Regions from separate parts of the Sus scrofa genome. Here all the other regions are linked to region 1. A link is a contact called in public Hi-C, HiChIP or PLAC-seq and promoter capture Hi-C data. All regions are on one chromosome and are shown on one strand. The core of a region is the stretch at or near the end of the contact, and the rest is flanking DNA. Distances in the headings are between cores, read along the strand shown.

Region 1 (6,856 bases), core at 3,157-5,656:
ACGAGGCCCTCTCCCCCTGATCCTGTCCTGGCCCGGAGCTTCCCAACAGGCCCCCATGGCCTGGGACTGGTGGCTCACCCCACTGCCAAGGACAAGGCTCTACAGGGAACTCCTGGAAGGCGGTTCCAGGGCGCAGGAGCCCCCAACCAAGAGGGCCGCACCTTCCTGGCGGGAGGCAGCATCCTAAGGGCGAAGGAGCTGCTCCCCAAATGGCTCAGACACCCCCAAACAGGTGGAGCTCCTCTTCCAGGGCGCCAGCCCCGACACCCAGTGCAAGGGGCCCTGCCCGCCAGTCCAGACTAGACTGAGTTCCCAAGAGCAGGGCCTGGATCCCCACGGCAGCCTTCCGGCGTGGCAGTGCCCGAGAACAGAGCCCAGCCTCTTCCATCAAGACTGGCCCTTCCCGAGACAAGGGCATAGCCCAGCGGCGTGGTGAGCCATACCCAGGACACAAAGGCGGGGAGTGGGAGCGGGTGCAGCACCCCTCGGCAGAAGGGGGGTGGGAGGTACTGGGCGGCTCACAGGGCAGAGGGGAGGAGCTGGGGTGGGAGGGATGACTCACCTGTGCTTTTCTAGTTCATTGTGCGAAGACCTGTTCAGAGAGACAGAAAGACAGAGCTCACTGCGCTGCCCCGCCACCCGAGCACATGCTGACTCTGGGTCGGACTCGGGCTCCAGGAACCCACAGTTGTGGGGAGGGTCTGGACCCACAGGCAGGATGGCCCAGGACAGGGAGGGCTGGGGAGGTGAGCGGCTGCTGACCAAAAGCTGGGGGACCTTGTACCCAATGACAAAGATGAGAGACAGAGGTGCAGCCATGCAGGCAGGAGGGCCCAGGTCCCTTTCAGAAGGGGTGGGCCAGGCCTGGGCTGAACCTCCACCCTGTGCTCCCGAGGCCCCCCGGGCACTAAGCTCCCGCCTTCTGAGCTCCCCACTCCCCGAGGCCAGTGGTGTCCTGGGGGCCACCTAGGCTGGCACAGAAGGGCAGGACTGAAGAACACTGGTGTCCTGTCCCAATATCAGCAGCCAGGGCACCATCCCCATGCTGTCCAGCTCATAGCCCTCCATGCCAAGGGGGACCTTGGGGATGGGGTGGTCCCAGCCCACGAGGGCTCAGCCCACAAGAGGGCCTCTGAGACACAGTTCCCTCCCGGGCCAGAGGGGAGACGGGGCCATGGTCTGGCAGGACTGGCCTCTCTGGGGCCGGCAGTCCCGTCTGCTGCCCACACCCTGCCCTCCCGGCCCCTTGACAGGAGCCCAGTGTCTGAGGACGACAGCGAGCAGGACCACGGCAGGCACCCGGCGGGACAGGGAGGCGGTGCGGCCAAGCCCCGAGCTCCCGGTCACCCTCCCAGTCCAGGCAGGGTCCTGGGCTGCCCAGGCTGCCTCCCACGTGAGCAGAGGGCCCAGGCCACGGTGGAGCCCAGACCAACCCCACGCCCTCCACCCCTCACTCCTTCCTGGAGCCTCTGTGCCCTCGGCCTGCCTGTCCTCACTCTCTGCCGCCACAGGAACTCGGCACGAGCCGTCTCCCACCCCCCAGCCCTGGAACTGCCCACCCTGCCTGCCTCTCCACCTGACATGGCTGGTGGTCGCCCCACAACTGAGGGGGCTTGGGCCTCCATTCCTCCCACCAGGGCAGCCGGCTCCTGGGCCTCCCTGTGCAGCCTCAGGAGAACGTCCAGGGCCTCGAGGGCTTGCTGGTCACACGGGCTGGGCAAGGAGCCTCAGAACCTCTGCCAGGGCTGGGGGTGGGGGCGGGGGTGGGGGGCACAGCCGTCAGGACCCTCGCTGGCCTGAGCCACCGCCCGTGCTGTCATCTGCAGGTCAGCTCGCGTGCAGGCGACGTGTGGGTCGGCGAGTGCCCTTTAGTGCAGAGCAGCGGACCAGAGTGGCCCTCGCAGGCCGGGCTGGACCCCATTCTGGAGAGAGGGCGCTGCTCAGGGGTTACAGAGGGGCCCGGGGCCCTCCTGATGCTCCTCTCTGGTCTAGGCACTCGAGGAGCCTTGCGGGGGAGTGTGTCGCATGGGTCCCAGGAGCATGGAGGCCTGGGGAGGAGAGGCGCTCCCTGGCCGGGGCTATGTTTCCAGCATCACAGCTTGCTCACTCCACCTCTTGAGGTGGGAGCTCTCTTCCAGGACCTCATCCCTGGCAGGCTGGTTCCAACCCCCTCCTGCTGCACCCCTGCCCCAAGGCCCTTCCTGTAGCCCTGGCACCCACATGGTGGCTGCTGTCTCCCCAACACACGCTGCCCTTCTGTCCCACTACCCACACTTCATCCTACTCCCTGCTGTGCCCACCCCTTTCCCCCTCCTTCTGGGGACACAGAAGCCTTGGAGGTGCGGAGCTGGCCGGCAAGCCAGAGCTCTGGGTCCTCTGGGCCCTGCCCTGCCCTGGCCCCTGGGCTGGCTGAGGCCTCGCTGGGCCAGGACAGCCACGTGGGGCCTCCTGTGAGCCTCGGGATATGCCCGAAGCATGGGGAGCTGGGCTCTATCCAGAGAAGCAGGGGGAGGTGCCCCCTGGTCTGGGAGACCCTCCCAGGGCCCTGGGGTCTCCATCCCAGCAGAATGTACGAGGCCAGGATCCCACCCAGAGGTGAGAGGGTGGCCAGGCAAGTAGTTCAATCTGTCAATGCCTCAGTTTCCTCGGTCCTAAAATAGAGATAAAAATACCACCTCCTTCGTGGGGTTGGATGAATATTAATTAGCATTTGCATGAGAATCTCAGCTATGATGGTAGCTATGGGCCCTGGGTACCCTATGCCACAGGAGGAAAAGGTCACAGGCCCAAGTTTTCCATGGGTGGCAGGGTGCTTGGCACAGTGAGAACCAACAGCAGGGGCCTGGCTCGCTCACGGACACCTAAGGCAGTGGTGTCCCCCACCAAACGGTCCCCAACAGGCGACCAGGGGCTGGGACTTAGAGGCACGTCCAGCCAGAGCAGATGGAGCCTCAATCAATTGCTTGCCAGGCCGAGGGTGCCAGGACGTCACAGGAGATGGGTCCCTGAGCCAGCCTTTCTGTTTCCCAAGAATGAGCACGCCACAGGAATGAGCCGCGCCCTCTGCCAAGGGGCCCCAAAGCCCCCTGGAAAGGCAGCTCCCAGCCTGGTGACATGGTCCAGGGCCAAAGTGGGCCCCTGGGCAGTGCCAGGTGTGCCGTGGTCCCCACAGCGGCCAGGAGAGTGTAATCCCACAGAAACCCTACCGGAAGGTCCTCACTGCCACCCAGGGATATGCACCCCCACGTTCAGGCGCCTACAGCCAGGGTACAAGGCCAGAGCAAGAAGAGGGGTCTCTGGCACTGGGAGAGGCTGCTGCACGTGGCCCCACAAGCTCTTCCGGCCCCCTTAAAAAGGGCCTTCTGACCCAAAGAAGGGGACACCCTCCCCCCGCACGGGTCGCTGGAGTTTCACTTGTGTCAGGAGTTTGGGAAGGAGCGGTGGGCACCGTGCGAGGGCTGAAGGCCCAGGGCAGGGCTTCCACACTTCTTTGTGCAGGTCCCTGGGGTGGGAGGACTCAGTCCAGTGGCGGGGCTCGGTCCTTGGAGACAGTGCAGCCCACCCGCCCGCGGGGGCAGAGGTCGCGGCCAGCAGCCCCACGCTGCCCTGCACCAAACCTCAGTTTCCCTAAACCCACCGGGGATCCGCCAGCGCCCCTGACAACTTTTTTTCCTGCCAGGAAAAGTACAGAACAACTTGGGGGCGGGGAGCGACTGCGGGAGGAGACCCCGGGCGGCGGGCGCTGTACGCGTGGCACTGTTTACGCGAGAGTCCGAGGAGGCGCGGCCCGCGGGAAGATGGCGACGGCGCGGGCGGGGCCGGCCGGGAGGGGCTGTCGCGGCCCGGGCATGCCTCCTCCTCCAGGCTGGCCGCCGGGGCGTGCAGCGGCGGCGGCCGGGCTACAGGCTGGGGTCGGGCCGGGGGAGGGCGCTCCCGGGGCGTAAGCCCCGGGCCTGGGGGCGCCGCGCGGGGGGTAGTACCTGTTGTTCGGGGCCTTGCGCACCAGGCCAGCCGCCTTTGTTTTCTTCCTGGCAAAGTCGCCATCGAAGGGCAGCACCGAGGCGTACCCGTGCTCGGCCTCTGCAGACAGACGGCGCGGTCAGCTGGCCCCCGCCCGGGTCCCGGCCCCGCCGCCGCCCGCCCGCCCGCGGCCCGGCGCACAAAGGGGCGCAGGCGCTACCTCGGTCCCTGCGCTCCAGGTACTCGGCCGCCTCCAGCAGGATCAGCAGGGAATTCAGCTCCATCCTCCCGCCCACCCCGCGTGCGCGCTCCGGGACGGCGGCGGCCGCTGCCCGGCCCGCTCCGGCCGGCTCCGCTCGCCGCCTGCCCCGCGCGCCCTGCGGCTCCACTTCCCCGACTCTCGCGGACTCCTAGCGCGCTCGGCCGCCACCCTCCGCTTCGGGCCCTCAAATTGACACATAAGGGCGAGCGGCGGCCGGCACAACCAATGGGAGTCGGCGATCAGGCTCCGGGGGCGGGCACCGGACTGGGTCGGGGCCAATAGGAGCCGGCCGAACGCCTCGGGCCGGGCCGAGAATGTTGACAGATGCGAAGCTCGGTTCCGATAGGCCCGCCGCGGTAGTAACAATTTAGAAGCCCAAGCTTAGCAACAGCACGTGGTGGCCCGGCCCCCGCGCTCGCTGACTGGCGGCAGGCGTGCATGTTAAGTAGGCGCCGCGCGCCGATTGGCCCAGAGCGGTCTATGTAAAATAGGCACGGCGGACCAATGGCCGGCCTCGGGGCGCGCAGCCAATGAGGGCGCTGCGGCCGGACGCGTTGCCGAGAGGAAGCAGAGGGCTGTGGGATCGCCTGCCGCCCGGCCACGAGCCAGGGCCCGTTAGGGCGCAGGGAGCATCCCAAATACCCCGCCGGTGCGCCGGATCTGCACACACCGTGCACAGGAACCTGTCGCCCCGGGCCTGCTGCCATAACTGGCTTCGCGGAAGCTCGGGGCCTCGCGGTCTCCTCGGAGGTCTCTCGTGGGGCTGCAAAACGACAGCCCTCCTCGTCGGACACAGCGCGATCCCAGGAAAGGCTAGGGTTTGGAAGAGGGGCCTAGACGGAGGATCTCAGTAGGAAACTGAGGCCCGGAGCTGCAGGGGTCCCTCAGAGCTGCCCAGTGGACCCTAGGGCTGAAGGAAGGATGTGAGAAGAGAAGGGTGCCAAGATCTGCCGCCGCAGGGCTCCCATGAGTGGAGGGCTGCGTGCTCCTGTCTGGCCCAAAGGGTGGGGACATTCCAAGAGGCGAGCGCTTGTCCCCTCTGGCCATGGAAGCGCTTTCTAGGGAAGAGAATTGCCCTTCGTGGGAGGGGCGAGAGCTCCCGGCTGGCGGGCTGGCAGGTGGCCCTAGTGACGCCTGACCCTAAGCTGGCCCCATTGGAGCAGGGACTGGCAGGTTAGGGGCAGCCCCAGACTGGCCACAGGCCTCCTTAATTTTCCCTCTCACTGGTCGTTGAGACTGATGGCCTGGGAGCTCCTGTACAGGGGGCCAGCTAGCTGGAGATTCTGGGGTGCAAGGTGGCTGGACACCCCCTCCAACACAGACACTCTGCTGCTGCCAGCACAACAGGACAAAACTAAAAACCTCACAGTTTCAGCCTGAGGGCCTGTTGAAAGCTTTATATGCATTTCCTTGTTTCGAGAAGGACTGACAGAGCTGGGAATCCTGAGGTTAGGGACTCCCCAGGGTCTCCCAGCCACCCCTGCCCTCCCCAGCACCCTCCCCCCCCCCACTGCCTCCCCCATGGATTAGTGCTCCCATATGCTTGGCCAGGGCTAGTGACTCGGCATGGAGACCAAACCACCTCCTGGTCCAGCACAACTTGCAGGGGTGGGAGCCACCACTGTGGTGACCTGAGAAATGGGGTTAGGAACGTGTGCCCCCAGAGGGTGGCAGGACCCGGTGAGGGACTTGGAAACTGCCATTAGACAGCCCTGCATGGACATTAAAATCACAGCATTAACCCCTGCCCCTTCTGCTCCTGCCCCACAGCCACCCAGGGCCAGGGCAGCGTCCCTCTCAAGAGCTGGGTGCTGTGGCCTCCAGGTCTACCTGTGAGCGAGGTCAAGGAGGACACCAAGCTCGGGGACAGCCGGGTGCATTCTGGGCTCTGGGGTAGTGGAGGCAGGGTGTTCCCTGCTTATGTGAGGGCTGGGTTGCTGGTCCCTGTCCTAAAGCCAGAACCTGTGCCTGTGTGAGTGCACCTGCTGGACGCCTACCCTCCTCTCTGCTGTGGGGCATGAGGTGTGCTTTGTAGCACAGTGGACAGCATGGTGCCCAGGTGTGACTACAGAAGCCTGTGCCAGCTGCCTCCTGGCCTGAGAGGAGGCGGGGGGGGGGTCCCCATCTTGCCTTGGGCTGCATCTGGGCTATTTGGGGGACCTTTCCCTCAGCCACACTGGGAACAGGCCACTTCCCAGTGCCCGCATGGTCCACACTGCCTGTGAGCGTGGGCGCCACTGTTCCCTGGGGAAGCGGGGCCAGAAGGGGCCTGGCTGGTGGTGGGAGTGAGGGGCTGGGCAAGAAAGAGGACCTGGTGCGGGTGCAGCATCTGGGTCCCAGACCGAGGGGGCAGCTCCGGGGGGCAACGTGTGGGCCAGAAGGCAGTGGGTAGGGGAAGGAGAGAGGCAGTGGGAACCACCGGCGTGTCCTCCAGCCACGCCTTGCTCGGGGCGGGCCCTGCGGCCGGGAGCCCAGAGCGCCCAGAGCATGCAGAGCCGAGGTTGCGGGGGCGTGTGTTGTGGGGGATCTATGGGGGGGATGGTCTCACCGACGTCAAGCCTCCACACAGGGTCTTGAGGCACCCCCCCCCAGGTGGGAGGGGCAATCCTGGGGCAGACATGGGCGCGATGCCAC
Region 2 (6,856 bases), core at 2,804-5,303, 180 kb before region 1:
TTCTCTGACAAGCACTCAGTCTAGCTAGAAATCACTGGTAGAAATGTAGCTAAAATTTCTCCCCCTCCCATGTAAGGAAATTAAGAAACTTTTCTCAATTACAAAGGGTCATCATAGAAATTACAATGTATTGTGACTTGGTGATGGTGACACTATTTATCCACACTTGTAGAATGCAACCAAAGCTGCGACTAGAAAAAAAAACAACCTATGACATAAAATGTATATTATAGAAAAGAAAAAAAGGCTGAAAAATGAGGACATCCCTCCTAAGAGATCAGAAAAAGAACAAGATAAATACAAAAAAAGGGAAGAAAATACAAAAGTACAAAAACTGTGCAACAGAAAACACGAAGTTAAAAGTTATGACACTTTGAAGTCCTGTACGAGTGACAGCCACCTGGTGAGACGAATCAATGGAAAAAAGAGTTCCCGTCGAGGCGCGGTGGTTAACGAATCCGACCAGGAACCATGAGGCTGCGGGTTTGATCCCTGGCCTCGCTCAGTGGGTTAAGGATCTGGCGTGGCTGTGGCGTAGGCTGGCGGCTACATCTTCGATTCAACCCCGGGCCCGGGAACCTCCATGTGCCGTAGGAGCGGCCCAAGAAATGGCAGAAAGACGAAAAAAAAAAAGAGGAGTTCCCACCGTGGTGCAACGGGGTCAGCTGCACCTCCGCAGCACCAGGAACAGGCCTGACCCCTGGCCTGGCACAGTGGTTAAAGGATCTGGCGCTGCCAGAGCTGCAGCCTAGGCCACAGCTGTGGCTCAGACTGATCCCTGGCTTGGGACCGCTATACGCCTCAGGGTGGCCAAAAATGAAAAAAGAAAAGAAAAGAAAGAAAAAGGGAACATCGCCACACATGCTTCCAATGTTAAAAAAGACGCGAGGATGTTATCATCTTGATGCTGATAAATGTGAAATTCTAGTGGAAACCGCCAAATCGCCAGAAAATATACAGCACCTGGACAATTCCACTCAAGATCACATGCCGCGGAGTCTCCCTAAAAAGACGAAACCGAAAAAACAAAAAAACGTAACATCAAACACCAATACTCGACATCTTCCCGCCAAGAAAATCCAGGTCCTGACAGCTTCACGACTAAGTTCGGCCAAACACTCAGAAGAAACGATTCCGGGAGCTCCCATCATGGCTCAGCGGTAACAAATCCAACTTGCATCCATGAGGATGCGAGTTCGATCCCTGGCCTCGCTCAGCGGGTTAAGGATCCGGTGTTGCTGTGAGCTGTGGTGTAGGCTGCAGACGCGGCTCGGATCTGGCGTGGCTGTGGCTCTGGCGTAGGCCTGCGGCTGCAGCTCCAATTAGACCCCTAGCCTGGGAACCCCCATACGCTGAGGGTGCGGCCCCAAAAGACAAAAGACAAAAAAAAAAAAAGGAAATGAAAAAAAAGACACAACATTTCCATTCAAAACATCACCATAATCCTACAGGTAAAGCGACAAGTTAGGTCGCCCTCAGGAACACGCGTCCTGTAGAAGTGGCAACCACGTGTCCACAGACATTCTGCACATCGGAAAAACCCAGCATTCACTCGTACTTACAACGACCGCACTGGCTACCTGAGAGCCAGGCTCACCTCTTGGTGGGAGTGGAGCCAGAAGGCACGGCGAGGGAGAGCTGAGGAGAAAGGACGCCTGACCTGCGGCGAGCAAGGGGGTCCCTGGGGACCCCTCCCGAAGCCGAGTCTCCCCAACAGCGGAGCTGGGGAGGCTTGAGGCCAGGGTCACACGCGCTTTCAGCAGGGGGCTGGGTGGTCAGCAGAGCACCTGGGGGGCCCTGGTGGCGGCAGAGCCCAAGGACACCTGTCCGTCCCTCCACCTGAGGAGAAGCCGGGCTGTGTGTCGTCACGAAGCAGGTGTCGCCACTGCTTCTCCCCGGCCTGCTCCCTCGCTTCCCGAGCACCACGAACTGCGGACACCTGCGCGAGGCCAAGCTCGGGACGGCTTAGGCCAAAGACAGCGTCCGCTTGTTTCCAGCCTTGGCCACGAACACAGGTCAGGCATGGTCAGTAAACACGTCAGAGGGGAAACAAACTCACATGCATCCCAGGCCGAGTTCCAGGAAGGCTCTGAGAGGTGAGAGGCAAACTGTGCCTCTGGCAAGACAAGAGGGAGTTTCCTCTGCCTCCTCGGGAAACATCGCCTCAACAAGAGAAGACTGGCCGGAACCGTAGGGGAGACCGGAGGTGCACGCCTGTTCAGTCACAGTGAGGGCGTCTGCGCAGCCCAAGATCTCGAAGACAGCCAAGCAGCACCCACCGGGGCGGATGCCCAGCAGCACCCACCGGAGCGATGCCAAGCAGCACCCACCGGAGCGGATGCCCAGCAGCACCCGCCGGAGCCCGCGGGGTCACGGCTGCGGCTCGGGCTGCGGCCGGGGGGTCTGACCCCTGGCCAGTGACGTTCCACGTGCCGAGGGGGCGGCGGGGGCGACACACAGGTGGAAGGAAGGCAGAGCACGCCTGAGTGAGGAAGACCGCTACTCAGAGTTGCCGCCGGGGCTCGGCAGTACCGAGCCCGACGGCTACCCACGAGGATGCGGGTTCCACCCCTGGCCTGGCTCTGTGGGTCCGGGACCCGGCGCTGCCCTGAGCTGGGAGTGGGTCGCAGGTGCGGCTCGGATCCCGCGTGGCCGTGGCTCTGGCGGAGGCCGGCGGCTGCAGCTCCGACGGGACCCCTGGCCTGGGAGCCTCCATGTGCCGCAGGTGCAGCCCTAAAAAAAGAAAAAAAGACTGCTCTTCAAAACGTATGTGTTAACTTGTACTTATTTTGGCCGCACCCCCTGGAGTGCGGACGTTGAGGGGCCAGGGGTTTAACCCTCGCCTCAGCAGGGACCCGAGCCGCCGAAGTGACAGAGGATCCTCCGTCCTTCGAGCCACAGAGAAGCCCCCCAAAATCTGTTTTTTCACAAGGGAGTCCCCATCATGGCTCAGCGGTTAACGAATGCGACGAGGGCCGTGAGGCTGCGGGTCAGTCCGGCCTCGCTCGGCGGGTTAGGGTCCGGTGGTGCCGGAGCCGTGGGGGGTCGCGTTGCAGCGGCCGCGGTGCAGGCCGGAGGCTGAGCTCCGATTAGACCCCTGGCCTGGGAACCTCCACCTGCTGCGGGTGCGGCCCTCAAAGACAAAACAAAATAAATATCGTAAAACTCCGCCAAAGCAGTGGAACGCATGCCCTCGGGCGTAAACAAAAACGAACGAAAAAGGGACAAACAAGTCACAAGAACCCCGAAGAAGGAAGAACCCCAGGAAGCGACGCCCGACCACACGGTCCTCGGAGAACCGACGGGGGCGGCCCCGCCGCCAAAGGAACGGGCGCGCCCACCCGCCCACGCAGGACACGCCGCGCTCGACGCCCCGCTCGCGGGTCCGACCCGGGAAGCGCTCCGCCACCGACGCCCCGCCGGGAACGGCCCGAGGCTGCGGCGAAGGGCGCGTTGGCCGCTCGGGGGGCGACGGCAGCCTCGACCCTCCGCGCAAACGCGATGAATTCGCCGAGACGGGAAAGGGCCGGACGGCAAGGGCGCCAGACCCGCGCCCTCGGCGGCACGAGCGCGCGGCGGGCAGCGGCGGCCGGCGGGGCCCCGAGGGGAAGCGGCGGCCGAGCCCCGGCCCGCGCGCCCGGCCCGCCCCGCGCGCCCGGCCCGGCCCGGCCCGGCCCGCCGCGCTCGCTGGGCCCGGGGCGGCCGGGGTCCCAGGGGCCCGGAGGGTGCCCCGCCGCCCGCCTCACCTCGTCCACCGTGCGGCGCGGGAGGTGCAGCGTCCCAAGCAGCAGCTTGAGCTTCACGGCCGACGAGAGGCCGTGGAAGCAGAGGCGGATGTTGTCGATGACCGCGGCCGTGAGCAGGGACGCGATGCTGGGCGGCGCCCACAGCTCGTCCGTGGCCCCCAGCTTGTTGTGCAGCCACAGGCCCGTGTCGCTCTCCCGCATGGACGCCATCTTGGGGGGAAAAAAGCCGGGCGCCGCCGAGCCGGCATCTTATGAGGACACCTACGCGCTCGCTACGAGGACCCCCAACATGGCGGCGCCCGCCCGGCGAGCCGCGTGACGTGACGGCGGGGCGGGGCCTCGGCGAGACGCTTCGTGGCGGCGCCGGGGGGGGGGGGCGCACCGGCCGCCGTAACGCAACATGGCGGCGCCCGCGGCCGGCTCTGGACGGCCTCGGAAGATGACGTCACGGGGCGGGCGACCCCCAGGGCTGGCGCTCGAAGGCGCCGGTCCGCGCCGGTTGGCCAGGGCACCCGCCTCCGCCGCTCCGGACCGGCGCTTGCGCGTGGTGGCCGCGCAGGCCGGGGGAAGCCGTGGCCTGGGTCCCGCGGCGGTCAGGAGGCAGGCCCCGGTCGGCTTGTCCTCCGCGGGGCCCCAGAGGCGGGGGCCTGCGCCACTAGGAGCGCCGAGGTCGCGGTCAGGAGGCCGCCTAGGGGATCCTGCGCGAAGAGCCAGCGGGAGGCAGCTCTCGCGGTCCCCCGGCAGACCCCCACCCCGTGCCGCGCGCTGGCCCGGGCGCCGGGGGTGCAGAGCGAGGCCTTGCGGGGCCCGCGACGCGAGGAAGTGGCAGACGCTGACGGGTGCGCGCTTACTTCTAGGAAACCTACGTGTCGTAAAGGTCTTGGACTTCAGTGTCGGTGATTCCGGGACAGTTCTGTGTTGGTTAAACGAAACTTGTTTTCATCATCAAAAATTAATCCTAGGGAGTAATGAACGTAGACAAAAGTAAACAAATGGGACCTAGTTAAACGTTTCGCCCAGCAAAGGAAACCGTAAACAAAAAGCGCACAGAATGGGAGAAAATATTCGCAGCTTAAGCAACGGACAGGGGATTACTCTGCAAAACATACAAGCATCTCCTGCAGCTCAGTATCCAACCAACAACTCAATCAAAAAGTGGGCAGCGGATCTAAACACATTTTCCCAAAGACACACAAGGGCCAAAAACACATGAAAAGATGTTCAGCATCACTCATGATTAGAGAAATGCACATCAAAACCACGATGAGGCACCACCTTACACCAGCCAGAATGGCTATCATCACAAAGTCTGCAAAGGAGTTCCCGTCGTGGCGCAGTGGTTAACGAATCCGACTAGGAACCATGAGGTTGCAGGTTCGGTCCCTGCCCTTGCTCAGTGGGTTAACGATCCGGCGTTGCCGTGAGCTGTGGTGTAGGTTGCAGACGCGGCTCGGATCCTGCGTTGCTGTGGCTCTGGCGTAGGCCGGTGGCTACAGCTCCGATTCAACCCCTAGCCTGGGAACCTCCATATGCCGCGGGAGCGGCAAGAAATAGCAACAACAACAACAACAAAAGACCAAAAGACAAAAAAAAAAAAAAAAAAAAAAAAAGTCTACAAACGATAAGTGCTGGAAAGGGTGTGGAGAGAAGACACTGCTGGTGGGAACGTAAATTGGTGCAACCACTGTGGAAAACAGGATGGAGAGTCCTCAGAAAACTAAACATAGAACTGCCATTTGATCCAGCAGTCCCGCTCCTGGGCATCTATCCAGAGAAAACCATCGTTTGAAAAGATATGCGTACCCCAATGTTCACAGAAGCAATTTTTTTTTTTGTCTTTTGTCTTTTTTTGGGCCACACCCCCGCAGCATATGGAGGTTCCCAGGCTAGGGTCTAATCAGCTGTAGCTCCAGCCTACACCACAGCCACAGCAAGGTGAGATTCGAGCCTCATCTATGACAGACACAAGTCATGGCAACACCAGATCCTTAACCCACCGAGCAAGGCCAGGAATCAAACCCACAATCTTTTGTCTTTTTGTCTTTTTTTTTTGTTGTTGTTGTTTTGTTGTTGTTGTTGTTGTTGTTGCTATTTCTTGGGCTGCTCCCGCGGCATATGGAGATTCCCAGGCTAGGGGTCGAATCGGAGCTGTAGCCACCGGCCTATGACAGAGCCACAGCAACGCAGGATCCGAGCCGTGTCTGCAACCTACACCACAGCTCATGGCAACGCCGGATCGTCAACCCACTGAGCAAGGGCAGGGACCGAACCTGCAACCTCACGGTTCCTAGTTGGATTCGTTAACCACTGCGCCACGACGGGAACTCCTGAACCCACAATCTTATAGTTCCCAGTTGGATTCTTTTCCACTGCACCATGACGGAATTCTGATAGCGGCACTATTTATAACAGCCAAGACAATGGATGAGGTACTTACATACAATGGAATATTACTCGGCTGTAAGAAAAGAATGAAGTAATGACGTTTGGAGCAACGTGGTTAGACCCAGAGATGATCAAACTAAGTGAAGTCAGACAGTGAAGGACAAACATTGTAGGCTATCGCTCGTATGTGGAATCTAAAACAGGATTCAATGAACTTATTTGAATAACAAGAAACAGACTCAAAGACTTTGAAAAACTTATGGGGGGGGCGAGGCATGGACTGGGGCTTTGGGACTGGCTTGTGCACACTGTCTATGGAAAGACTGGCCAGTGTGGACCTGCTGTACCGCACAGGCAAATCGACGCATTCCGGGATCGTCTCTGTGGGAAAAGAGTCTGAAGAAGTGTGGGCGTGTGTGCATGTGTAACCGAGTCACGCTGTACAGCAGAGATCACCGCAGCATTAAGCCAACTACACTTCAGTCAACCTTTTAAACGTAAAAGAAAATAATCCCGGGAGTTCCCACCGTGGCGCAAGAGGATCAACAGCGACTCTGCGGCGCCAGAACACGGGTTCGAACCCGTGGGCTAAAGAGAGGATCGGCCGCAGCTGTAGCGTAGGTCACGCCTGTGGCTCGGCTCTGATCCCCGGCCTGGGGACTCCATGTGCCTCGGGGCAGCCACAGGAAAGGAGTTAATGCTAGATTACGTGATCCTGAAACTCG
Region 3 (6,856 bases), core at 3,208-5,707, 170 kb after region 1:
GGATCTCCAAACATGAATATGTCCATAGCTATTCTCAAACTGACCTGTATACTTTTTTCTCTTTTTTTGTCTTTTTGCCTTTTCTAGGGCTGCTTCCCTCAGCATATGGAGGGTCTCAGGCTAGGGGTCTAATCGGAGCTGTAGCTGCCGACCTACACCACAGCCACAGCAACACGAGATCTGAGCCGCGTCTATGACCTAGACCACAGCTCATGGCAACGCCGGATCCTTAACCCACTGAGCAAGGCCAGGGACCGAACACGCAACCTCATGGTTCCTAGTCGGATTCGTTAACCACTGCGCCACGACGGGAACTCCTCAACTGTATACTTTCTGCAGAGAAGTCCCTGTGCTCTTCTGCTTGGCGGGGTGGAAGCCCACTGCCACAGTTCCACTTGGGACCGGGAAATGGCTTGAGCAGGGATGCGCAACTGTTCTTTCTGCAGCCTTGATAAAGCCAGAAATTAGAAAAGGCTTTCTAGGTAATGATTCATTGTTATGTAATGCTCCCTGGTTATGAATTGGGAGATAATGAACTTCTCTAGTTTTTCTTATAAAATTGTACTGTTACTAGTACATACTCATGTCTTGGTGAAGATTTACATGAAAGGGGAGTAATAAAACTTTTACGAAAATATCCAACACACGCTGCCTTTTCCTGCAAGTGGCTAAGAGTTGTCCAGGACCATGAGCGTTCTGGGTGGCCGGGTCCATGCCTGAATCCTCTCCAAGCCACTGCTCACCCCTCCTTGTGACTACCTGTGCTCCTGCCAGACTGAGCTGCATTTCCTTTGTTGTTGTTCTTTGCTGTGCCCATGGCATATACAAGTTCCTGGGCCAGGGATCAAACCCGTGCCACAGCTGAGATCCAAGCCGGCTCCTTAACCTGCTGAGCCACCAGAAAATTCCTGCTTTTACTTCTGAGACTTACAAAGACCTTTCTGGCCCTGTGTCCTGCATTCTCTTGTGAATGGTTATTTTAGGTAAACCTGGCTGGACTATAGCATGCTTAAGACGGTTAAACCTGATTCTGAGGGAGTGCCTGCCGTGGCTCAGTGGTTAACGAACCCAACTAGTATCCACAAGGATGAGGGTTCGATCCCTGGCCTTGCTCAATGGGTTAAGGATCCGGCGTTGCCATGAGCTGTGGTGTAGGTTGCAGACGTGGCTCAGATCTGGCATTGGCTGGCTGCTACAGCTCCGACTGGACTCCTAGCCTGGGAACTTCCATATGCCGTGGGTGTGGACCTGATAAAAAAAAAAAACCATGATTCTGGAAGTACATGCTGAGAGTGTTTCAGGATGAGCTTAAGGCTTGCACTGGCAGACTGGGTAGCAGGAGACTGCCCTCGCACTGAAGGCCTGAATGGAACTAAAGGATCACTCCTGTGGCCTGAGGGCCTCTGAGCTGGGACAGTATTTTTCCCAGCTTTTGAACTCACACTGAAACATCATCTCCTCAGTCTCAAACCTGCTGCATCTCAACTCTGCCACCACCGCTGGCCCTCCTGGTCTCTAGGCTTTGGGACTTGGTCTGGGACTACACCACTGGCCCCCCTGTCTCCAGCTTGCTGACTGCAGACCTTGGGGCTTGTCAGCCGCCATCACTGTGTGGGCCGACTCCATACAATACATATACTTCCCACTGGTTCTGTCTCTCCGGAGAGCACTGACTAACACGTCCTTCAATGGGGTGAAAACTGATTCTTAAGGAGAGGAACCAGTCTTAAATACTACAGTGGTTTACGGCCCTCCTGAGCTCAACTCCACCAAATAAAATCTTATTCCTTAGTATTTTCTCCTTAATGTCTTGATACTTTTTCCTTAGGGGGGATAATGATTTTATGTTGAGAACCACTGGGTCATGCCTTTGCTTCATAACTTCTGCCAGGACCACCCTCTCTACTCCCCTCGAGGCTGTCCCACGTGTCCCGCCCGCCCATCCTGCTCCCTTGACGTCCATTCTCAACCTAACAGCCCCAGTTTCCTCAAATCATACATCCTACAATGACAGCCCCTACTCAAAACCCTCTATGGCTTTCAGCTGCCTTTAGTATAAAACACAATCTTGATTTTGTCGGTTCCTGGGACATGCTCAAGTCTTGCAGTGCTGAAAACCCTTTGTTCTACAGTGAGTGGCTCTGGTTCAGCTCACCTCAGAGAGGCTTCCCCTGTCCCCAAAAGAGCTTTTGACATCAACTGTGGGCTGCTGGAACCCAGCAGCTGTACCTGAGCCACATCTGAGTTGGAATCTGGGCCCTGCCTCTGACTATCTGGGTAACTGAGCAAATCCCTCACCATCTATGGACTTGAGTTTCGCATCCATAACATAAGGCTGATGGTGCACATCCTGAGAATGGCTGTGTGGGTGAGATGATACAGCAGCAGGCAGAGGGGCTGGGGCGTAAATGCTTGACAAATGATCATTATTACGTCATTCATTCATCCAGCAAATATTGGACTGCTGTGTGCCCAGCTCTTGCCTGGCAGGAGCTGCGATGCAGAGGTGCAGGAGGTAGACACTCCTATGCCTCCCCGAGTCCCTGCCCCCTAAGACTTGACTTTTCTGGGGGGCTGCTGAACACTAAGAATCTCAATTCAGCGCAATGTGTTCTGATAAGCGAACAGCACAGGGGCTGTGGGAGCGGGCAATGTCTGACCCAGCCCGTGTGGGGAGGGGGCAACCCAAACCATTGCCCCCACTAGAGTGCTAAGGCAAGCATCTCCGCTCACCCTCTCAGCCTTCCTTCAACAGCAGGGTCAGTCCAAACCCTTGGGGAGGGGCCCAGGCAAGAGTGCAAATGGAGGGCCTCTGCTCCTCTGTATCATCGCTCCAGAACCAGTGATGGAACCAAAGGGGGCAAGACAAGTCTCTCGTGCTTCGGTGTTTGTGATGGGTGGGGGCCTCTAGAGCGCAGGATCCAGGCAAAGAACCCCTGTGGTCCGTCTAGGGCAGAACTGTACCTGGGGCTTGTTGAAGATGGGCAAGGGGCCCAGGAAGGAGGGTCCAGGCGGAAAGGCCCCACTGGAAGGCCCGGGAGGGTCTGCCGGGGTTCGTGGCCTGTGCGGTGGATGAGTTCAAGATCGTGAGAAATGGCTGGACTGCTCCGGTGCTTTGCAGGGCAGCAGGGCCCCAAGAGTCCAGGCGACGACTGCACGGGGCCGCAGGGAGAGGGCGAGCTCGGAAGGGCGCCTCCAGGCCGGGGGTTCTAAGCTAACTGCCAGGTCTGCCGGCTCGCGGCGTTCCCTGGCCCAGAGCGGACCCCGACCGACCGCCGCCGGGTCCAGCGCTTTCCAGACGCCCTCCGGAACTCGCCCAACCCACGGAGGCGGGTTATTCTCGTCCCATTGAGTCACCTGGGCTCGGGCGACGGGCCCGACCCAAGGTCACATAGCCAGTCAGTTGGGAATGCGGACTCGAACCCACAGCCGGGCCAAGGTCACCGGGCCTTTCTTGGAGGGTCAGATCCGGGGCTACCCGCCCGGCGCGTCCCGAAAGCCAGGCCGGCCAGGCCTGCAGACCCCGCGGCAGAGGCGCGGGGCGCGGGGGCGTCTGGGAGCCTGTCAAAGAGGCGGAACTCCTCGCCACCAGCCTTGTAGTTCGCCTACTGAGGGCGACGCAGCCCTGTGCTGGCCAGGCCCCTCCGCCCAACTACAAGTCCCAGAAGGACCTGCGGAGTGGGCGGAGCTTGCAGCTCGACCGCGCGGTGACGCCACCGCCGCCTCCAGCTCCCCCGCCGCAGCCCCTCGCAGCGTCTGGGCGCTCGACCGCGCGCGGCCTGACGGGAATCGTCGTCCCTCCGCCGGGCACCCCTAGCGGCGGCGCTGGCGCGTGGACTCCAGGTCCCAGCGTGCTTTGCGCTCCGGCGCACGTTAACGGCGGGAGGGGAGGGCGCGGCAGAGGGGGAGCGGCGCTCGGAGGGCGGAGTAAGGCGGGGGGGGAGGGCGCCCACACCCCTCCCCCTCCCCGCCGCTCCTTCCCCCTCCCCCGACGTAAACTGGGATCCCTTTCCCCTTGTGTCCGCCATATTGGACTCTAACTCTGGTCAGCGGCGGCGCCGGGCCCGGTGGACTCGCCGTTGCTCCCGCCCAGCGGCCGCCCCGCAGCTCCCGCCCGCCCGGCCCTCCCCGCCCGGAGGCGACCCCGCGCAGCGCCCCCCGCCCGCGGCCGGCCGGAGCGCCCCGCCGCCGCCGCCTCAGCCTCCCCGCCTTCCCCGCCCTCCGCCGCCGCCCGCGGCCCCGCGCCCGCTCCGCGCCCTCCCCGCCCGCCGCCCTCCCGCCATGAGCCCGGCCGACGCTAAGCGCGGGGCCAAGCGCCGGAAGAACAAGCGGGGCGGCGGCGGCGGCGGCTCGGGCGGGGGCAACGGCGGCGCGGGCAGCGGCAAGGCCGGCCCGGCGGCGGCGCTGCGCGGCTCCCAGGCCCCGGGCCTGGCGGCCCCGGGCGGCGCGGCGGCGGCCAACGGGCCCCTCGGCGCGGGCGCGGGCGGCGCCGCCCCCGGAGGCTACTTCGAGGTAAGCGGGGGCGGGCGGAGGGCGCGGTAACGGGCGCGGGGCGGGGGCCGCGGTCCGCTCGCGCCCTGACAGCCTCCCGCGGGCACGGCGGGCCCCGGTGGGAGGCGCGCCGAGCCTGGGGCTGGGCTGCCGCGCGCCAGGTGCCGCATCTCCAGGAGCGCGGCGCCGCCTGCCCACCTGCGCGGCGCTGTCACGGGCCCGGGGGTGGTGCCGCGTCGCCCGGCGCGGAGCTCGTCCTTGAGGTTGCTCGGGTGCGATTCCCGAAGAACTGGGAGTCAGGTGACGAGCGGGGCTTCCCTGGCGGGGCCCACCTCCTCCACGCCCTTGCGAAAGTGTCTCCTGGAAGTTTTCTTTTTCTTCTCCAGTGTGGTCATTGGAGAGACACCTGACAGTCTTCTGGAGGTGGTGGCCCCGGCTCTGCATCCTCTGCTTTTTAAAAGTTTTTTAGAGGTAATTGGTGGTCTGGTCACTCAGGCCTGTTATGTAGGGCTTGAACTTAAGGCATTTGAATAGGAATTTTTTCTGTTTTACTTTTGAAGGCAGCTGGCACACACTGCCTCTGTCAGTTGTGGATTGCTGCCACTTTTATTCCTCTCCTGGTCCCAGCACTTTCCAAGACGCAGTACTGGGTCGTGGGTATGCCGTTGGCAGTCATTTCTACCCGTTGAGTTGTGTCCTAAAAGAGAATGGATTTATTTCCAGAGTTGTCTAGTTGGAACTGTTAGGTAAAGACGTTTGCAACAGTAACAAGAGGCAACAGACAAAAGCCTCATCAGGAGTGTTTATTTGTGTGCCCAGTTCCAAGACAGTAGTTGTTTTATGCGAGATTATAAATACCGTGTTGGAGTGGTGTGCAGGGAGAGTGCATGGGAAGTCGTTGCATGTGCCATAGCTCTCTGATGCCTATGCTCTTGTATGAACTTGCAGCAAGGTGTGTGTATGCTTTAGTGTTTTGAGTGCTCTCTGCAGTTGGAGCTTTCTTAGATTGTATGTCAGATTTGTTTTGGATCCTGGGTCAGAGCCCTTGACCTCACCGTCTCCGGAGGTTACCGTTCCTCAGTATACTAGAGAGCGAAACAGGTGGAGTTCTGAGGATCCAGAATGAGGCTTGTGGATTTGCATCAGTGGAGTGTAAATTAAGGGCAGTGTTTACTGCAGGAGGGGAGGAGAGGGGAGGGTGGGACGTCTGCCTAAGTAGGTCTTTTACAAAAACGTTGACAATCTTGGCTGTACCTGGATGTAAAATACACCTACTTCTGTTGATTTAATGAAAGCAGGGTGGTGGTGCAATAAAAATTCTTTCACTGGCCTTTCATAACATTATTTCAGGCTTTGATAATTCTCACTTATTTTGCGATATTTAGCTAAAATAACCTTTTAGTTAGTTTTTATTTGTTGGCTTGGCCGTGTAGCAGCTTGATATGGGATCTCAGTTCCCAGACCAGAGATCAGACCCTGGCCACAGGTGGTGAAGGTGCAGAGACCAGACCCCCAGGGAACTCCTCTTTTAGTTGCTGTTCTTTTGCCACACCTGCAGCATATGGAGATTCCCAGGCCAGGGGTCACATCAGAGCTACAGCTGCTGGCCTACACCACAGCCACAGCAGCACCAGATCTGAGCCTTGTCTGCGACCTACACCACAGCTCCCGGCAATGCCAGATGCTCAACCCACTGAGCGAGGCCAGGGATTGAACCTGCAACCTTATGGTTCCTAGTCGGATTTGTTTCCGCTGTGCCATGACAGGAACTCCTAGTGCTATTCTGATCATGCTTTTCAAACTCAGATGACCGTATGCCTAGTATTATTTTTGACAGGACTGTCTTTTTCTGTTAAACTTAACAAATGCGGAGTTTTTGGCCATGACCCACTATAAGATAAAAAATAGATTAAGACTTGTTCCTTCTCACCCTGGGCACGCACAGACACCTGCGAGGGCACACACACAGCCACCTGCGGGGGCACGCACAGACACCTGCGAGGGCACGCACACAGCCACCTGCGAGGGCACACACACAGACACCTGCGAGGGCACACACACAGGTCGCAGGTGTCACAAAACAACATTTCGATACTTTTTGATATTTTCTCTTCTGTTCATTAATAAAGTGATGGTTGTAGTAAACAGAATTATTTTATTATGTACTGTTAAGTTGTGACTTGCACCTTTAAAAACATTCTCTTTTACTATATTTTAAAGTTTTAAAGCCACGTTTTATGTTTCAAAATTTCTTCACAGAGTGTTTTTGTTTTTTGTTTGTTCTTGTCTTTTTAGGACTGCACCAGGGGCATATGGAGGTTCCCAGGCTAAGGGTTGAACTGGAGCTGTAACTGCCAGCCTACAC
Region 4 (6,856 bases), core at 2,403-4,902, 160 kb before region 1:
TGCCCCCAGGCCCGTGCGATGCCCCTGCCTCCCCTCCCCTCACGTCCTGGGCTCCGTGGCAACGCAGGTGGGCTCCGCCTCCGCGTCGGGGTCTCCGCTCCTTAGAGGGGGGCCGCGGGGGGGGGCAACTTGAAGGCTGAGAGGTGGGGGGTGTCTGCTTGGGACGCGGGGGAGGGGCCCTGAGACTCTGCCCGGCAGCCTCTCGCAGTGCCCCTCGGACGGCGCCAGCCGAGGGTGGCCGCAGCTGGAGGAGCGTGGTCCCGGGGCTTCCTTCCCAGACCTCCGGGGCGTCACCGCGGAAGCCACCCTCCTGCTCACTGCGGCTCTGCAGTCTCCCGCCCGACAGCGCCGATCCCGGGACGCGTTCTCCCTGCGCCCTTTCACCCCCGCCCCGGCCCCCCCCCGCCAGCGTCCTCCGCGGTGCCCTCCTCCCGCTGGTCCAGGCCCCCCTCCCTGCACAGGCCTGCCTCCGGCTCACGCGGCCCCACCTTCACGCAGCCACACTTTCTGTGCATCCTCTGAGCACCGACTGTGGTTCCGGGTGCTGCGGACGCAGCAGGGAGCAAACGCCTCGAGCACCCGGTGAGACGACACAGAGCAGTTGGGGCCAGATCAGAGCGTCCTGGTGGGGTGGTCCTGCGCTGCAGGGCGTTTCGCCGCCGGGTGGATTCAGTAGCACCTCTGCTCTGAGTGCCTCCAGGTATTACTAAGTATCGCCCGGGGCAAAACTGACCCCACCCAGAGAGCTCTGGGCACGAGGAGGGCGGGCATGTCTAATAAAGCATATCAGTGGGTTGGAGGGCGAGAGGAGGAAAATGAAAAAAGCAGCGCAGGGAAGGGCCGGGAGGTGCTAGCCTGTTTCTGCCCACCCTCTGCGCTCACGTCCAGAGATGGGGTGCTTGGAGATGGGGTCCCCTAAAGGAGAAAACAGGCTAACGGGGGGCAGGGGGCAGGGCCTGATCTGACAGCATGAGTGTCCTTTTAGGAAGAGACACGGGAGGCCTGCTCCCTGCCTCTGCTCTCCCGGTGCTTTCTCAGCGGGAAGGCGGCTGCTTGCCGCCGGAATTGAGCCCAGAAACCAGACTGGCGAGAGCCTTGATCTTGACTGTCCAGCCTCCAGGACTGAGGATATTTAAGTCGCCCAGGCTGTGTCTTATGGCAACCTGAGCCCACCAGACAGGTGGCTGGGGGCAGCCTCACTCTGCAGGATGGGTGGGTTGGCTCTTACTGAGAAGGAAATTTGACTGGAGCCTCAAGGGAGGGAGGAGGAAGCCGTGGGCCCGGCCTGAGGGAAGGCCCTGGGGCAGCCTGGCAAGGAGGCTGCGTGGCGGGCATGGGGTGGGCAGGGAAGGGGTGGGAGGGGAGGTGGGCAGCTAGATAGCTTCTTGGCCACATCAGGGCTTGGGCTGTCACTGGGGTGACACGGGGTCCATGGAGGCTGTGAGCAGAGAGGGCAGTGTCTGAGGGGAACAGAAAAGGTCCTTCCTTCAGAGCAGCATTACTCACAACAGCTAAAACACGGCAGCACCCCAGTATCCATGGATGGATGAGAGGGAACCAAATGTGGCCCAGCCACACGATGGAATATTATTCAGCCTTAAAAAAGGAAATGAGGAGTTCCCTGGTGGCACGGTGGGTTAAGAACCTGGCTGCAGCAACTTGGGTCGCTGTGGAGGTGCAGGTTCAATCCCCCAGTGTAGTGGTTTAAAGGATCCCGAGCTGCTGTGGCTGTGGCTCAGATTTGATCCCTGGCCCGGAATTTCTGTCTCGGGTGCTGTAGCACTTTAAAAAATAAATGCAGAGTTCCACTGTGGCACCATGGGATTGGTGGCGTCTTGGGAGTGCTGGGACACGGGTTCGCTCCCCAGGAACTCCATATGCTGTGGGACGGTCAAAAAAGAAAAACAAGTGAAGGAAGGGACTTCTGACACCTGCTGCAATGTATGTGACCCTTGAGGACACTGCTCAGGGCAAAAAGCCAGTCATGCAAGGACAGATATTGTGCAGTCACATTTATTTGAAGTCCCTAGAGGAGTCCGATCCATAGAGACAGGAAGTAGATGTGGGTATGAGGGGCCCAGAGAGGGAGGGCGGGGAGCCGGTGTGTCCCGGGGAGAGTTTCAGCTTGGGAAGATGAAACGGTTCCGGGCACGGGCAGTCCTGATGGCTGCACAGCGTGAGGGCACTTCATGCCACTGAGCGGGACACCTAGCAGTGGTGACCGTGCTGTATTTTATGTGATGTATATTTTACTGTAATTTAAAAAAGAAGGTAGGCATGGTCCCTCCGGCTGTTGTAAGGAGACTGGACCACAAGGGTGTGGGCAACAGGGTGACGGTGACAGAATCAAGAGCCCAGGCGGGGGGGGGGGGGGGGCGTGTGGACCCGGGCTTGGTGGCTCTGAGGGTGGGCACACAGTGTTTCCAAAAGGCCGCGGTGGGTTTGGTGGGCGTGTCTGCCGGGACAGAGGGAGGTGGGGAGGGGCCGGGGGCAGTTGCTGACTTTCGTCTTGGGGGGAGGAGGGCGCTCGGCGGAGGGTGAGATCGGGCTGACCTCCAGCTGCGCGCTCTCTCCCAGCGGAGACGGCCGGGGCGGGGCAGCTGGGCGTGGGCACATGGGCACCTGGAGCTCCGCGGCTGGTTTTCACAGCTGTGACTGGACAAAGTCACAAAGGACATGGCCCTGGGGAGGGTGTGAGTGAAGGACGGGCTAGCTGCGCCTGCGGGGGAGGAAGGGCGGGGTCCGGTCCTTGGGTCGCTAGGTGTGTCACGGCAGGGTGGGAGGTGAGCCGGACAGGTGAGGGCTTAGGAGAGAAAAATGGAGCAGCTGGACAGGGAGGAGAGGCCATGACGGGGGCAAGGGGCTCACCCGTGGGTTTTATTTGGACAAGAAAGAAGTCGCAGCCCGTTTGCTGAGGAAAAGGGCCTGTGGAGAAGGGAAATCCGTGCCCTGGGCAGCCAGAGGGAGGAGGAGGTAGGCTGGGGGGAGGGGACTGGCGCTGGCGCGGGAGGGGGGCGGAAAAGGAGGAGAGGCCCGGCCCTCGGGCCCCGGGCAGCGCTGAGGGTCCACCCTGCAGCCCCAGACGGTGGTGCAGCCCCCTTGGGAACCGGGCTTGGTCGCGCCGAGGATGCGGCCAGGGGCTCGAGGGTGCGCGGGCGGCGGTGGTCAGGAGGACCGTGGGATGCAGTGAGGCGGAGAGGATCCCGGAGCGCCAGGGAGGCGGGCGAAGGAAGGCTCCGACGGATAGGGCGCGGGAGGGCTCCGGGGCCGGTCGCTGGGCCTTCCGCCTCCCAGCCCAGCCGCCCGAGCTCTGCCCTGAGAGCGTGAGGGGAGGGCGCGGCGGGAGCCGCCCCCAGCTGGAGGCAGCCTGGACTGACGCGTGGGGGGGGGGAGCCTGAGCGTTCCGTCCTGGGCACCCCTGGCCTCGCTCAGCGGGTGAATGATCCAGTTACCACGAGCTGTGGTGTAGGTCACAGAGGAGGCTCTGATCCAGCATTGCTGTGCCTGTGACGGAGGGCGTCTACAGCTCCGATCTGACGCCTAGCCTGGGAACTTCCACATGCCGCTGGCGCGGCCCCCAAAAGACGACCAAAAAAAAAAAAAAAAAAAAAGGAAAGGAAAAAAAGAAAGAAAGAAAAAAAAAAGCCTGTGCTGGACGGCGTCCTTCGGGCGCACGTCCCAAGCGAGTGACCCCGCGGGGCGGCTGCGCAGGGCCGGCCGCCCCGCCCCACTCGGTGGCTGCGACCGCGAGACCCCGGCGCAGGGCTGCGGATGCAGAGCCAGGAAATGCGCACGTCCGGGATCGCGCCGCAGTCCCCCAGACCCCGCGCGTTTCCGGACGCCGCGGGATCCAGGCCCGGGCTGCAGCGCGAGCCTGCCCCTGAGCCCCACGGGGAGGAGAGAGAGGCGGTCACAGGGCACCACCCCCTCAGGCAGCAAACCCGCGAGGGGGCGACAACTGACTCAAGGCCCAGGTGTGGGACAGAGGACGTCTAGGCTCGACGCTGCACACCAGCAAGGGGCCGGGCGCTGCCCGGCGCTCTGGAACTCTGGCGTGGGCGCGGGCCTAGGCGCGTTCCCGGAAGGTCGCAGCCTCCGCAACAGGCTGGGCCTTGTTGAGGCCAAGTAGACGCCAAGTGGAGCCCATCCCTCTCAGCGGGACCGAGTCTGCCCCGCACGCGTGAGGCTGGCAAACCTGACGCCCGCGTGCATCGGGGTGCCCGTGGGGACCTCACTTGGCTCTTTGCCTCCAACACCCTTGTGCATCCGCGGAGGAGAAAAGGACACAGAGAGGCCAAGCGACCCCTCCGGGGTCGTGCAGCAGGGTGGGCTATGCGGCAAATAGGTGTTAGGGCACAGAGAGACGAGAGGGACCTGCAAGGCCGCCGGGCTTCTCCCCTGCCCCTCTCGCCAGAGTGAGGAGCGGAGAAAGGGGAACCCCACGGGCCCACCTGCCTGGGGCGCTCCTGGCCGCAGCCTCTCCCGGCCCCAGTCCCTCCCGACTGGACTCCACCGGCCTAGGAGCAGAGGCCCCGCCTTTGCATTCACTGGCCCTCAGTCCCCGGCATGCATCGAGCCACTCCCTGGGATCAGCTCAGGGACACCCCAAGGCTAAGGATCGCCAAGCTCCAGCGGCAGATTTCCCGCTTCCTCGGCTTTGCTCCCGCCGCCGGCGGCTCTGGAGGTGCTGTCCACGCGCCGCCTCCTATGGGCGGCCCTCCCGACTCCATCGCCTGCGGGCTTGACGGTGCTTCAGGCGCAGACCCGGGCCGGGGCCGAGGAACCGGGACAGGGAGCCGCCTGGGTCCCTTTAAACTAGCGGTTCGCGCAGTCCCCGGGTTTCCATGACGACGGCGGGCGGGGTCCGGGCGCATGCGCGTGCGCGCCGGACGCAGCGCGTCTTCCCGAGTCGCCCGCTCTGCTGTCGCGGGGTCCCCGAACCGCGGTAAGGGCGGGGTGGGGGTTCTCCGGGCTCCGGCGGCGGGAGAGGGAGGGAGTCGCTGGGCCTGGGGGGCGTGGCGGGGGTGGAGGGGCCCCGATGTGGCGGGGCGTCGCGAGACCCGGTGGGCGGGGCGGGGGTACGCGGGTCCCGGGGGGCGGGGCCCTGGAGGTGGGTCCGCCTGTCCTGGGAGGTTGGGGTGTGGGGGTTCGCGAGCCCTACCTCCAGGGTGAGGGGTGGGGTTGGGCTCGGAGTCGGGGTTCGCTGCCTAGAGGGGCGCGGGGGCCGAGGGGCCGGCGCTGCTGACCGTCCGCTGCTGCAGGCCGCCCGGGCTCCCTCCGCTCGGCCATGGCCCCCTCGCCGCCGTGCAGGCCCCCGAGGTCGTCATCGCGGCTGCTGCTGCTGCTGCTGCTGCTACTGAGTGTCGCGCTGCTGGGCGTCCAGGCCCGGGCCGAACCCGCCGCCGCCGCCGCCGCCGCCGCCGCCGGGAGCGCGGTCCCCGCACAGAGTAGGTGCTGCGCGCGCATGCGGAGGGGTCTCCGCGGGCCCTGACCCCACCCGGGCGTGCGGGAGGGGCGTGGCTCGCCTTTGTTCCGCGGTTGGTCCCCGCGCGCGCCCCCTTGGGTGGGAGTTGGGGGTCGCACAGAGGCCGCTGCTCGGGTGGGACAGGGCTGGGAGCGCGCCTCCGCCCTGACCCGCGCCCCACCCGCAGGCCGCCCGTGCGTGGACTGCCACGCTTTCGAGTTCATGCAACGCGCTCTGCAGGACCTTCGGAAGACGGCCTACAGCCTGGACGCGCGGGTGAGCCTCGCAAGGGAGTGGAGGGATGCTCACCTCAAATGCCCCCCCATATTGTTTCCAGCCTCAGTGAGGGAGGGGCCCCCTCCTCCCCAAGGCCTCACCCGACCCTTTCCTGGTGACCACCATCCAGACCCAGAGAAGGACAGCCAGCCCGTCCAACGTCCCCCAGGTGGGGGATGTGGCCCAGTGGGCAGAGGGGACACCGAGGCGGAACGAGAGGAGTCGGAAGGCGGCAGGGGTATTGGGCAGCCTGCGCACAGCTGTCTGAGAGGTTCCCCACCCCGAGGCTCATCAGGGGAGGGGTGGGTGCTCGAGGTGCTGGGTGCGTGAAGTGCCGGGTGTCCCCAGTCTGGAGTGAACAGCGAGTCCCCCACCCTATTGCTGTGCGCAGCCAAGGGAGTTTTCACTTAGGATGGAGGTCTGTGGTCCTGAGAAAGGGAGAGCATTCCCAGACCTAGAAGGAAGGGCAGCCCCACCCTGGTCCCTTGTTCTGGCCAATTCCTGAGGGCCCACTCTGAGACCTGTAGTGTTCTCTGGGAGCCTGAGATTAGGGGAGGAGTTAGAGAACAGGGGGATCCCTTGGGGGGGGTATAATTTGAAAGAGGAACAGGTCTAAGGATGTGGGGGGGACTGCAGTGCAAGCACAAACCCAGAGGCTCTAGCCGTGCAGAGAGGGCTTGGGAAGCCCTGGGGCAGAGGCCTGGAGGGAGCACAGGGTCCCCTGCAGTCACAGTCTGCAGGGCTGGGGGGAGCAGGTGGAGGGAGGACCACCTGGGGGGCGCAGGTGGGGAAGCCAGGAGCTGGGGGTGGGGTGGGGTGGGGAAGCCAGGAGCTGGGGGACAGCTCTGCAGCTCCCTCAGGGCCCCTTTTTGCTTTTCAGACGGAGACTCTCCTGCTGCAGGCGGAGCGCCGGGCCCTGTGTGCCTGCTGGCCGGCTGGGCGCTGAGGACCCTCAACTGGCACTGTTCTTTCACCAATAAACACCTGGCCTGTCGTGTCTATGTCCTGCGTCCCTGCTCTGGCCCCCAGAGCCCCCCGTCGCTGCCCCTGGAGTCCCCGGATGGGCCTTGGTTTCCCCAGCTCTTCTGTGTGGGCTGAGGCCCTCTCGGGCATGGT

The links. Promoter capture Hi-C pulls out the DNA fragments that hold promoters and counts their contacts. A called contact is a pair of places that touch in the nucleus more often than the background predicts. HiChIP or PLAC-seq counts read pairs in DNA pulled down with a chosen protein or histone mark.
Region 2: a promoter capture Hi-C map of fetal liver shows a contact between it and region 1, with 3 times the contacts expected there. The contact joins the promoter of NELFA here to the promoter of MXD4 in region 1. A contact is called at or near these places in 3 of 5 promoter capture datasets (fetal liver, fetal skeletal muscle and liver), 1 of 47 Hi-C or Micro-C datasets (heart right ventricle) and 1 of 2 datasets of contacts at active chromatin or transcription factors (skeletal muscle).
Region 3: a Hi-C map of liver shows a contact between it and region 1, with 3 times the contacts expected there. The contact joins the promoter of FAM193A here to the promoter of MXD4 in region 1. A contact is called at or near these places in 1 of 5 promoter capture datasets (liver) and 3 of 47 Hi-C or Micro-C datasets (heart right ventricle, liver and skeletal muscle).
Region 4: a contact with region 1 is called in an H3K27ac HiChIP or PLAC-seq map of skeletal muscle, with 5 times the contacts expected there. The contact joins the promoter of C8H4orf48 here to the promoter of MXD4 in region 1. A contact is called at or near these places in 2 of 47 Hi-C or Micro-C datasets (embryonic fibroblasts and liver) and 1 of 2 datasets of contacts at active chromatin or transcription factors (skeletal muscle).

Annotation. Positions count from the first base shown.
Region 1 is chr8:1,212,401-1,219,256 of Sscrofa11.1, forward strand. It overlaps MXD4 (max dimerization protein 4), which reads right to left and starts at 4,407. Exons shown (of 6, transcript XM_003482330.3): 1 at 4,181-4,407; 2 at 3,981-4,080; 3 at 563-592. The coding sequence starts at 4,244.
Region 2 is chr8:1,035,038-1,041,893 of Sscrofa11.1, forward strand. It overlaps NELFA (negative elongation factor A), which reads right to left and starts at 4,054. Exons shown (of 12, transcript XM_003128808.5): 1 at 3,747-4,054. The coding sequence starts at 3,956.
Region 3 is chr8:1,383,985-1,390,840 of Sscrofa11.1, forward strand. It overlaps FAM193A (protein FAM193A), which reads left to right and starts at 4,458. Exons shown (of 22, transcript XM_021100934.1): 1 at 4,458-4,512. LOC102159054 (a long non-coding RNA gene) reads right to left here and starts at 3,797. Exons shown (of 3, transcript XR_304717.3): 1 at 2,734-3,797.
Region 4 is chr8:1,051,463-1,058,318 of Sscrofa11.1, forward strand. C8H4orf48 (neuropeptide-like protein C4orf48 homolog) reads left to right here and starts at 3,653. Exons shown (of 4, transcript XM_003128813.5): 1 at 3,653-4,945; 2 at 5,262-5,447; 3 at 5,652-5,740; 4 at 6,621-6,741. The coding sequence starts at 4,873. The coding sequence ends at 6,686.